Regions from separate parts of the Zea mays genome. Here region 1 is linked to region 2. The links are chromatin contacts, called in public Hi-C maps. All regions are on one chromosome and are shown on one strand. The core of a region is the stretch at or near the end of the contact, and the rest is flanking DNA. Distances in the headings are between cores, read along the strand shown.

The links. Hi-C and Micro-C count contacts between places; a contact is called where the count stands out from the background.
Region 1: a contact with region 2 is called in a Hi-C map of ear, with 3 times the contacts expected there. The contact joins the promoter of LOC100285454 here to the enhancer-like site in region 2. A contact is called at or near these places in 3 of 25 Hi-C or Micro-C datasets (ear, leaf and tassel).

What each region holds. Positions count from the first base shown.
Region 1 is chr9:151,251,117-151,257,730 of Zm-B73-REFERENCE-NAM-5.0, forward strand. It overlaps LOC100285454, which reads left to right and starts at 2,384. Exons shown (of 4, transcript NM_001158347.1): 1 at 2,384-2,926; 2 at 4,057-4,126. The coding sequence starts at 2,452.
Region 2 is chr9:151,145,446-151,151,784 of Zm-B73-REFERENCE-NAM-5.0, forward strand. No RefSeq gene overlaps it. Among protein-coding and RNA genes, the nearest start is that of LOC118473413, 19 kb to the right of the region's middle. Within about 2 kb of position 2,521, at least 7 of the 20 cell types and tissues checked have an H3K27ac peak or open chromatin away from gene starts, as enhancers often do. A contact at or near this core is called in ear, where this site is marked.

The DNA.
Region 1 (6,614 bases), core at 1,134-3,633, 110 kb after region 2:
TGTTTCATCTCCACATATTTTACTAACTTCTGTTGGCTATTGAATTGCAACATTTAATAGGTATGTTAGTCTATAATGAAGTGAAAGATTGCACTGAGAGACATTATTTCATTCATAGTTTCGTAACATCTTTGATGATGTGGTAGTGTTGGGAAGCGTGCTACAAAATTCATATTGAGAATAGCCTAATCAGGAGAGCCCGTCTACCTAAGGGTTGGATCACGATCCAAATATTTATTCACAATACATTAGGACTCTTAATAAATTTTAGTTCAAAATTTAATAGGAATATAGCATGATCCTAATATGATTCGATCCTTAAATTTTATAGTATAAAATTTAAAGTCCATTATCACACATGCTACCTGTAAGCTAATAGACCTTCATGAGAAGTGAGTTTACAATAACATATTATCAGTCGTGGTCGAACAACACAAAAGAAATTTTACGACAAGAAATATAGGCCCGGATAAACATATCAGATGATGTTTTGAAATGCCTAAAACATTTCATTGCATGGGGTTGTCCTTAGGTACAATCAAAATAAGAGGTATCCAACTAGTAATTTGTTTGGCATGAGAAGAGGTACATTTTGCAGACAATTGGCATTTAACATTCTGGTGGTTTTTATGGCCCATCTATAAGGTTTTCAATTGAAATTTCTTAGTCCTTTCATCGCTGAGCTCCTGGAGATTTGTTTTACCCCTCGTTTTTAGTCGCTAGATACTTTCAGACCAAAAGCATCTCGCACACCAGCCAATCAGAATTAAGCCAACAAAGAAGGATTGGCGAGACACAGGCCTAAAAATTCTGACGTGAACAAAGGGAAATTGCACGATGAATAGTTCCTATGGGAATCAGCTAGAGTTTTCTTTCTAGCTGATGATTCAAAATAAAACTTATACTGCATTGGCAAACTGTATTATTGGGACGATTAAGTGAGCAAGTGCTCCCTAAAACATTTTCTTTATGCACAAGAATTGCAAAAAATGCAAAGTGTACAAAGAGGTCGACCGAGGTGCGGCTCGCCGCTCGCTGGGCAGAGATAATATTAGAGAATAGGCAACAACAATCAGAGAATAGGCAACGACAACAGATCTTCCTCTTACCTCTCTCCTTTGTAGCTGTAGACCGCGTCACCGGCTCCGGGTCCACTGCCGACACGTCCCGGCGGTGGAGAGGGGTGCCGAGATGCCTGAGCGAGTGGGGATGGAGGCGATGGAGCCTGGGCGAGTGGGGATGGAGGCAATGGAGCGTGGGCGCGTGAGCAGCAATGGATCTCAGTCGCCGACGCAAACTCTCGCCGCCATAGGTGCTGCTGGACTGCGGGAGTGACGGACGAGATGAGAGACCGAGAGCCACCACGGGAACGGAACGAGAAACACGAGTGAGGACTAGTTTTTTTTACTTCCCCATGAATCTATAAGGTTAGGAATAAAAAGGCCCATGACATTTTGGCTCGTGCCTCATCCAAACAGGAGCCCGATATACATGGGGAAGAGAAGACGCGAGCCTTATTCCTCACGCGGATTGGACTGGGATCCTTGCAGGGATTGATTCATCCAAAGGAGCCCTGAGGGTGATTTGTTTCACCTCCACATATTTTACTAACTTTTGTTGGCTATTGAATTGCAACATTTAATAGGTATGTTAGTCTATAGTGAAGTGAAAGATTGCATTGAGAGACATTATTTTATTCATAGTTCGTAACATCTTTGATGATGTGGTAGTGTTGGAAGCGTGCTACAAAATTCATATTGAGAATAGCCTAATCAGGAGAGCCCGTCTACCTAGGGGTTGGATCACGATCCAAATATTTCTTCACAATACATTAGGACCCTTAATAAATTTTAGTTCAAAATTGAATAGAAATATAGCCTGGTCCTAATATAATTCGATCCTTAAATTAATAGCCCATACTAACTCTAAACTAATAGCCCTTCAAGCTGAGTCTCCTAGAGTTCTGCTATGTTATTTCTTTTGAAAAGAAAGCTCTGCTAGTGTAAAGGCTAGTTTGGAAATTTAAATTCTCTTCAGGATTATCGTGGATTAAGTGGGAATTATCTCATTTTTTCTTAACATCCATAAATCTAGAAGGGGTTTAAATTTCCAAACTAGCCCTAAAAATAGCAAAACTATTCTCTTCCTTTTGACATGTCTACGTCGCCACACGGGGACAGGCTAGTTCAAATACATTTTCCCCGTGGAAACACGTCCCGCAAGCCGAAATGGCCCAACTACTTCTACCGTTGGGCCCAATCTCCCGAATACCTAAGGCAACAGCAGAGCCCTTATTTCTCCCACCGCTGGGCCCAATCTACCGAACACCTAACGCAACACCAGAGTCCGAACACCTAATGCAACAGCAGAGCCCGCAGCCCGCAGCCACCCGCGCATCCTCAGTCCTCATCCGCCACTCCGTCGAACGCCCCTGCGCACGCTCCAGCTGCTATGCTCCTCCGCCCGCGCCCCTCCTTCTTCCGAGCCGTCGTGCCGCCGCCGCTCACCCGTGCCTGTGTCCCCTCCCGTCGCACGCTTTCAGCTTCTGCAGAGGCGGGAACAGCCTCCCCGAAGGATGCAGCGTCAGCGCCGGTTCCGGCGGCCACGCGCAAGAACCCCAGGAAGGCCGGGTCGCCACCTATGGGGATCGTGAAGACGGCGCTGTTTCTGCCGCCCGGGGTGGAGCGGGATGCGTTGGTGCCCGCGGACATGGTCATACCGGGGTCGAACATCGTGGTCGGTCCCTACGCAGGGGACGCGAGGGTGAAGGGTGCTGAGTTCGTCAAGAGCAGCGCGCGCGCACGGGACTGCCCCAATGACGACCGGCCCGAGTTCGCCGTCCTTGGCCGGTCCAACGTTGGCAAGTCCTCGCTCATCAACGCCCTCACCCGCCGCAAGGAAGCCGCGCTCACTTCCAAAAAGCCTGGTGATACCAAAGAACAATATTTAAGCTTTATCTTCTGATTCCTTCGAAAGTTCGAAGTGCTCTTAGTTTATCGATATCTTCTCCCTGTTTGACCTTTAATTAGCTTATCAGAGACTTTTATGTCACTGTAATGTCGTAATGGCGCTCTAGATCGCATTATGTAATTCCCCTCCACCTTGGTTCTGGGGCGTGAGGGGATATTCTGGTTAGGGTCACAGTCTTTACAGATCCCAGCGGTAGTCAGGTTTTCCAGTGGGCACTGGGAGAATAAATCCCAGCTAGGAAATATATAAATTCAAAAGTAGAATTTGGAATTTAAATGAATTCATAGTGCCCAGCGTGGCAATTGTATTGGATGGATAGGCCATTGGCAGTAGGGATTTAGAATTGACAAGCAGGTAACACATTTCCACAAATCAAACCCACTGCCATTCTGGTTGTCGTGGTACCAGTTATGGAACTGTCGAATTCAATTTTAGCAGCCATGGTCCAAGATTTTATTATTGTGGGCATGTTTGTTTCCTTGCAGGATTATATAATCCAGCTTATTTTATATAGATTATATAATCTGGATTATCCGATTATATAATCTAGATTACATAATCCAGTTTATATAATCCTATTATAGATGTTTATTTACACAAATTATTAGTGGGTAAAAAGCCAAACAGTAATAAAAAAATAAGCACCTAATGGTCTGCTTATGGATTATCATAATCTAGATACCTAAATTATATAATCCACTCCAATAATCTGTGCTGATTGTTTGCCTCTTAACTTATTTAAGCTGGATTATATAATCTAGAGGGTAAACAAACAGGGCTCCTTTGATATTTCTATCATCCTAGCTATTGGCCTTGCACATCCTTCAGTACCTGTGATTTGATTTACAATTAGCATATTTTATTTGTTTGCTAGGGTGTTTCTCTTCAATTTTAGACTTTATTTTGTGTTGGGTAACTTTGAATCAACTGTTGCTGTAATATGAATTTCTTCTTAGTGTTGTCTAAGCAAACTTAATAAATTTACTCTGCCAGGGCAACCTTGGCATGTCTTATTTCTTTATTTTAAAATGCAACTTGTTTTCTTATGTATGGTCATGTGTTCTAACATCATCATATGTTCTGCAGGGAAGACCCAAACAATCAATCACTTTTTGGTTAATAAGAGTTGGTACCTTGTGGATTTGCCTGGTTATGGGTATGTTTACTCTTTTCTATCACACTCAAGGTTTTCTCGTTCATCCAAAAATTAGTAAGTCAAATTGTTCACTAGTGCTTCACATGCTATGTTCCAGAATGGGAGCATCTTGTGTTTCCCCCCTCTTTTACATATGGTGATTACTTGATTAGGAATTTAACCCTGCTGATGCACTACCTTTTCCCCACTCGTCTAGTTCCATAGCCAGAATGACATTCTTTGTACGACGGAAGTATTATACATTTGTGGCACTCTTGAATTTTGGCATATAAGATATTCTTCTAGAACCATTGTACACAGCAGCTGTGCATGCAAATAGCATTCCTATATTCTGTGCTGTTTTAACATAGCAATAGAATAGTGGATGGAAACCATTCAGGTTCAAACTTCTGATATGAAAACAAAGTGACATAAATATTTTGTCCTGAAGTTAGCCTGTTAATGTGTTAGTTCTGGAAGCCCAATTACTATGCCTTTTTTCATGCCATATTGGATAGGGCACAAGTTCCACTTGCACCAGTTGTAGTTTTCCTTTGGATAGCGTTTCTGATTTTATTTGCTGGTATCTTGACCCTTGATATTGTAACAAGTGCCTCTGCCTCCAGCATGAAACAAGAATGTTTAACAGACACTCAAATGTGTTCTATATTTCCTTTTTGAACACTATACTTTTAAGATTGTTTACCATAAACATTACAGCGTTCTATTGGGTGTATTACAAACTATTTGAACACTATTCTTACAGCATCTTTAAGGGTCTTTCTTAAACTCGCGCACTCTAGAGAGCTAATCCCACTCTCCATCTTTGGTGAGCGAGAAATCCAGAATAGAGGATAGCAATTAGTGTTCCACGAGGCGCCATTCTGCGACAGCCTAACATAGATGTTAAGGCCTTGTTTAGTAGGTCTCATCTGGTAGTTCCTCCAAAATGGCTCTGGCTTCTTTTTTTCACTGAAAAATGGTTCACTAAAATGTTTGGTAGGGCTGCTCTGTAGGAGACAGAGCCGGAGCTGGGGAGGAGCCCTACCAAACGGGACCTAAGTGGTGAGAATATCCATAAAGGAGCCGAATAAAATCAACATTTATTGTTCAGTTTTGAATTAGGGACATCAAAAAATAATCAACCAACCTTGGCTATAAACCCTAGCCTTCCAAGCTAACGATGCAGGTTCGATTCCTGTTACCTGCTGCATTCTGTAAATGTTCTAATTGTTTGTCTAGACATGGTAGAGAGTTGTATTCAATCTTTTCTACCATCTACCACTTTTTCAGCCCTACAATGGGTATAACAGTTTGGTACCTCGAGGCTCATAATCTTGAGGTCATGGGTTCAATTCCTGTCCTCACACTTAAGGCTTGTTTGGCACGACTCCAGCTCCTCCAAAAATGACTCTGGCTCTGGCTTCTCTTCAAGAGTAGCTCCTCTATAGTAGCTAGTATTTTTTTAACAAATCGTTTGGCAAAACGGCTCCTCTTGACGTCAGAGAAGAGTAAGATAGAGGAGTGAGGTGAGGAGCCGCTAGGAACCATTTTTTGGCTCCGGCTTCTCTTTATAAAAATGGCTCCGGCTTCTTAGTGCTCTTTGTTAAGAGCTCTTTTTTTGAGACCGTTTGGGAGGGCTCTTCTAGGAGCCGGAGCTGGTTTGGGAGCCCTCCCAAACAGGCCCTTAGCAGTATGTGTAATCAGACTATTCAATTTGTATATATATGATAGAGGGCTATATCCAACCCCCTTTTTATTCAGCGGGCAGAAAAACACTAAGGCCATGTTCGGTTCTACCCCAATCCATATGAATTGAGGGAGTTTCAATCCCTAGTAAGTTAAAATCCCTCTCAATCCATATCAATCCCCTTCAATCCATATGGATTGAAAATAACCGAACAAGCCCTAAAGGGTACCACAGAACCTAGGGGTAACCAGTACCAAGACGACACTCGTCGCCTGCAGTGGCCGGACGTGCCATCCCCGATGTCCCTACGTGTAGACCCCCCCCCTGGTAAGTAGGGATGTTGAGCTGTGGGGAAGGAGGTGGGAACAGCAGGTGGCGGAGTGGGGGGAATGCATTGATGCCGAACGACGAGGAAGTGTGGACATTGGGTGCTGGTGCTCCAGATGGCGGTGGAGAAAATAAATGAGGCTGGGAGGAATCTATGGCGGCGGAGACAGAAGGGAGGAGGCGGACGACAGAGATAGAAGGAAGGAGGCGGGTGGAGGTGGCGACAGAAGAGAGGAGGATGGATCTTTGATGGTCCTTCTATTTTTTTCTTTTATTTCAAGTAATATGTGTTATGTGTAAAACGCCTAGGCTCATCTAAGCTCTAGGTGGAGGGTCACCACCTAGAAAACGCCTGATGCCTAATGCAACTTTGATGGCAATATTTGGAGATTTGATTAGAGACCGTTAGAGAGTTTTTTTTCCACCATAATTTCTAGTCCTATCAACAAGGAAGGATATAAAAGATGCTCTTGTAATTGCTATCATCTGACC
Region 2 (6,339 bases), core at 1,271-3,770:
AGGAAGATAAGCGCCAAAGTGATGTACCAAAGAATGAGTAGTTGCTCTTAGAGAAAGGCCAACATTCTGGATTATGATTATAGCTTCGCCTAAACCTTTAGCCGCATAAATCAATTGAGAACACAAGGCTTTTCCTGGATGTGTAACTATTTGCACCACATGTGTGTCATTGGTAGAAGCATCTAGGGAGCATGTTCCACCACTTACAATCAGATTTTTCTGTGGCTCAAATGTATAAGAGCATAAATAGCAAAGGGGGCTTAAATTACTTCAGACCATGAACAGGATATACAAGAAGTGAGCAAAAGTTCACCTGTGCTTCAGGATGGAAAACTAACAAGACATATTCAGGGGTGACTCTTAAGAAAGAAACAATCTGTATAAACATAAGCTGAGTGAGACAAGAACTTTAGCGAAATTGATAAAAAGTATTCAAGCGAAGAGAAGATGAATTAGCGAAAAATCTTCCATTTACATGTATACTCGCAGCAGCTAGACGTATATTTCTTCTGTTGGAGATTACAATGGGTGATGCTTGCAATCTATCTGAACCACGGTCAGCTTTTCTAGCAGCTTCCAATATATCAAGTCGGTTTTCTGTACAGTCAACGGAAACTATTTAGTAGGCTAGGAACAATACAAAAACTTTCAACACGGACATGTTGTACTTTTAAGGATTATTAATCTGTTTTTAATGAAAAGAACAAGAAAGTACCATTTTCATTTGCTATCAATGTTATTTGTGATGGGAAGTCACAAATAACAGTGAACTCTGATTTGGAAATTGCAGGCACAGGATGATCTTTACCAACCATGTTCCCACGTGAAAACAACAATTTCTAAAAAAAAGTGAATTAAATTAAATATATTTCAGTGAATCAATTCACTAGAATATATTGCAATACGCAGTTCATAAACAAAAATGCAAAGATCCATTTGAAGTACTTACATAGCTCACTATGCTTAGGCAAGATACTCGATATAGTCCACTAGATAGTTTCTTCACAGCGGTAGAACTAATAATATGAGCTGCTGCTGTAGCACGAACATCAAAATTTTACATAATCAAACCAAAATCGATAATATAATTAACTTGGTGCTCTAATTCAAACCTGGACTGTCCTATCACATATTCTTTGTGTGGAGAGGAAGTTATGTTTATTTCCTAGAGGTATCAGTTGCCTCTCGGAAGTTATTTATTTCCTACGGTTTGTTATAAAAGTGGTAGGAAGTTAAAAAACCGAAGGAAGTGTATGATTTTGGTGTAGTGTTGGTGACTGCCAGTTCGACCTCTGGAAGCAGTCCTACGTGTCCGCATGCGCCGCTGTGTTCGGCAAGCTCCGGCGCAGCCGCCGCTTGGACGTGGTCCAGAGCGGCTGCACCACGCTGTCCATCTTCAAACAGGGGGACCTCATGGTCGTCCCCAACGTTGGCGACTCTCGGGTTGTTCTAGGCACCACATCCGACGACGGCGCTGTCACGCCGTCCAGCTCATCATCCATCTGAAGCTCAACCTGCCACGTAAGTCGCTACTGGCCGGCCATAAATTCTTGTGCGCTGGGACGACGGCCGTTGCTGACGTTGTGTGAGTGTCCTCGAACAAGATGTATGTAGAGGAGTAGCACATCCGGTGGTGCAATGACTAGGTGTACTACCTTGCTGATGAGCCTGGGGTGCAATTCGTTTGGCAGCCTAGCCAAGAGTCATCGGTACTCGCCATGTCATGCACGTTCGACGACTACTATATCAAGGTATGTGGCGTCATCTTGGCGCCAGAGGTAACGCAGAGGAGGACCGACAAAAATGACCACTTGCCATCGTCAGGGTAGCTTTTGTGCCGGCCTGCCTTTAATTCTCTTCGCAGACACATACACTTGCCTTTTTTGTTTAAGCAAGCGTGTATGGTGGTGCATACCTAATGACTGACAATGTATGAGGGAACTTGTACCGGCAGGTGTGACACGTGCTCTTCAATGATGAAACCATGCAAATCGTGGCATATATCAAAGTCTGTATGATACTGATGGTTGCAATGTAGTAGTGAAACAACTAAATTAAAATAACAAAATTTATGTATGACCAGGATTGCAAATGAATTATGAAACATTTTCTTATAACAATATAAGATACATTTTGTATATAAGTTATCACGGGCTCTTACCTAGTTATAATTAAAGACGGGAGTTAGAGCAGAAATTAAGGTAGTTCGAGGCCCACATAAAGACGCTGTACCTTTCGCGATTCAGTGCGCCTCATTCAGAAATGAATACCACTCCTGTTTCGCCATAACAATAACAAAGGAGAGCGCACACACGGGCCGGGGTACCTGCCACGCCACGCCAGCAGAGCAGTTCCTCATTGGAACGACCAGCTGATGAGTTTCCACCATAACCACCCATTGATTCTTTACGTTGAAAGGTCCACGCGGCATTTAAACCCTCACTTTGCCCTTAGCATGTTCGGCAAGTGGATTATTACTGTATCAGGCCATCGTGCTACTGTAGCGCCTAGCGCCGCCCATAAAGCTAGCTAGTAGTATATCAGTACGAGGCACACAGCCAAGGCGGCCCACCTCTCTGCGTGCCTGCCTGTCCTTACCGCGCCGCAAGAGGATTTGATCGATTCGTATGCCAAGCTTTAGATCATGCCGCGCGTACAACGTACAGCTGATGAGTGATGAGATGAGCGGAGCCGATCCAGAGGGTCCATTCTGCCAAATCAATGGGGCGCCAGAGGAAAAAGAAGGCTGCATGCAATGCAACAGAGCTTCAATTCCGCGCTGGTCCTACGTACGCATCTCTCTCTCTCTCTCTCTCTCTCTCTCTCTCTCTCTCTCTCTCTCATATTCTTTCTCTGATCGCAGCGAAAGTCGCTCCCAATGCAAGGTCGAGCGAGCTAGTCCCTTGATGAGCTACGCCTACGCATGCTATGCAATGCAATGCGACGAAAAGCTCTCTTCCGAAAGATGACTAATGTTGTGCCTAGCTAGCTAGCTAGCCCTTGTCGATCGGCCGGTCTGGAACGAACTAAGAGCCACGCACTTCAAGTCGCAGCCAGGTAATCTATAGTTTTAAGCATGCACGAGACGGATCTGGGATGATCGTCTGTCGTCGCATCCTTTCGGCGATCGATGATGGTGTGTTACATTTGGTACTAACAAATCGTCATCGCTTCTCCAGCCAGCCGGCCCCTAGCTACTCGCTAGCTTATTAGCTGCTTCTTTCGGTTCCCACGTAGTACCCTCGGCCGGCCCCATGCATGCAAATGGGAGAGACCCTACCATCAGCAGATAGATGTCCCCCTTTACGTGCCTTTATTTATCTAGGTTTCCCCATGCCCGACAGTACCCTCTTTTTTCTGCTATAGCTCACGTTAAAAACAGCAAGAAATTGCAGTGATTGGGTTGGGCGTGCATTCATGCCCTTCTTGGATCTACAGAGTGGTAAATGATAGCGAGAGAGAGATCCAAAAAAATATCGGCGAATGCCTCGATCGATCGTCCCTGCAACTGCAAGAGGTGCATGCAATGGTGTTTGGACTTTTGGTCATGTCAATATTAATCAGGCCGCGCGTGCGCGGCGGGGCATTCAAAGATGTGCGACTGAGTCGCCGCCGAGTTGACTAGTAGAAGCTCGTCGCTCTACATACGTCTCTTGATCGACGACGCAAATAGTTGCACACTCGATCACATACGCAATATATAATGTAAACGATCGAGGTAAGGTCGGTCTACCAACCCTATAGTCGGCACAGCTAGATACATGCCCAACTTTACCTTATGACACCGATAGGCCCCAACGCCTATGAGCACCACTATAGTTGTAGAGTACATTATTGAGCACCACTATACGTAGTACTGTATTGTAGACTAGCTTTGCCTGAATGGTAGTATACTCCGACTCCGAGCTAGCAGACTTCTGGGCAGCCGGACTCTGTTTGGACTTTGGACATGGGGATCAGAGTTTATGGCAGCACGGGCACTGCCAACTTCTCACATCTTGTTGGAAAACGACCGTGTATTCATATTGATCTAACGTTTCGCAGAAAGAGATGAAGGTGACAGAGCTGTAGTACTGGACTGGACTGGACTGCCTTGGAATGACGACCGGAGGACTGGACTGTACTGTACTGTACTGCACCACGCGGCACCGGCAGACGGCAGTATCTGCCCCTATGTCGAGTTGTCGACGACTGTCGTTCCAACTTCCACGTAGGCCACGCGGGCGGGTGTGCGTGCGCGGACTCCGTACCGAATCCGGCCCAGCTTGCAGTTTCATGCGCCTGCGCCTGCGGCCTGCCTCCCTCCGCATTGGGTGGGACGCCGGCGGGCGACCCCTCTTGGTGGGCTGTACTGGGCCAAAAAAACACGGCCCACTGCCCCGTCTACGCGGATACAAGGGACCATCCACATTCCACACCAAACCTAGGTCAGCGTCAGTGCGTCACACAAGCTAGTAGTAGTATGCAGGTTGGCAGATCTACTTCCTACTACGTGCCCGGACATTCTTCCTGGGCGTTAACTGTTTGCACACGCATCAATGCTGCCATAAAGGCCGCCATGGCTTTGCCAGCTGAGTGCACACTGCAATATCAGTATAGACAGATGAGAAATGAGATCGATCACGTCCTAGAGCGTCCCAACCCTTTCAGCTGGCATCGCTGCATGTATGGCGCACCAGCAGCCAGCGCGAGCTGCTCTTCCCGGCACGCGACGGTAGTACTGTCGTCCAACTAGCTAGCTACAGCCGCGCAGATTGCCTACTAGTCCAACTACTGTGCACGTGGGGGGCCGACCGAACCCTGCCACGACCCACGACGCTCCAAGCCACCACTCCATGCGTGCCATGCCCCATGCCATGCCAGCGTCCGCACGGCGTCTCGCGCGCGCGCGCGCCCGGGGCCGTGCCGTCGCGTCCAGGAACCCAAATAATACCAGACTATCTGGTGACGGGAATTGTGGTCGCCGCGAGCCAACTCCACTCCACTTGCCGAGCACGCCGAATTTTTTTTGTTTTTTAGCCCCCTTTTGACACAAATTTACGTTTGGACCCCCAGAAATTTTATTTGCACGTTTGGACCCGATGCTCGGCGCCATAGGCTGTGGCGCCGAGGTAACACAGCTCGGCGCCACAGGTTACCTCGGCGCCACAGCCTATGGTGTGGCGCCGAGCTGTGACGTGGCCATAAAGGGCAGGGTTAACGTGGATGTCCGCGTGGCACCTAGCTCGGCGCCACAGATCTTGGCGCCGAGCTAGGAATTAACCGCAATCCCCTTTCTCTGCGTTTCTTCTCTGTTACTTTTCACATTTACTACGCGCGCTCCGCCCTCCCCGCCGTTCCCGACCTCCGCCGCCGTTGCCGACCACCGCCGCGCTCCGCCCTCCCCGTCCGCCGAGCGCCGGCGACCGCGCTCGCCCGCCCCGCCCACCGAGCTCGCCCGCCCCGCCTTCGCCAGCGCCGGCCGCCGAGCTCGCCGCGCGCCCGACAACGCGCCAGCTCCGGCCCCGGCCCGGCCACCGCGCCACCGCCCCAGCTCCCGCCCCGGCCGCGCCCCCCCTGTCCGGCCGCTGCCGCCAGGTATTTTTTTAATTACTTAGTTAGTAAATTGTTAGCTATTGTTAGGGTTTAGTAATTAGTTAGCTATCCACTTATTTATTGTTTAGTAAATAGTTAGATATTTTCTTGTTAGCGTTTATTAAAATAGTTAGCTAGTTTCTTGCTTAGCATATTGTTAGTGTTTAGTAAATTCTTACTGATTATATAGTTAGCATTTTGTTTAGCGCATTGATATTACATGTTTTCTGTGTTGGCAACCATCGTGTTGTCGTTTATTTGCAGGTTCTATAAACATCACTTTACAGGGGAGGTGCTGCCAAATTTTTTATTGACAATAGTTTTTTTTGTACGTAGGTGTTCGTCCGACTTGACCTTCTCCACCGTTAGCTAGACTCGTACGCGATCTCAGGTATACATTGTTTTCTTACATTATTCATAGATTATGTAATTTCGTTTGATGTGTTCATTTAATATTTACTATATAGTTATTAGTTAATATATATTTATTACTTAGTAAGTTTTTAGGCTTAAGTATATAGCCATTATTGAGTTAGTAATCCATTTTTGCAATAGATGGACAGTCTAGTAACACTATACCATGGAGGACGGGTGGAGATAGATGATGATGGGAATGTTACTTTTGATGGTATGAAGATCGTGACCATGTTGTTCGATGAAAGACCATCTTTTGACAAGATTTTCGCTCGAGCTTGTGAGGAGATTAGTTGCGACATAAACGACCCTAGAATATCAATTCAGGGTTTGTTGTCCCATATTACATAT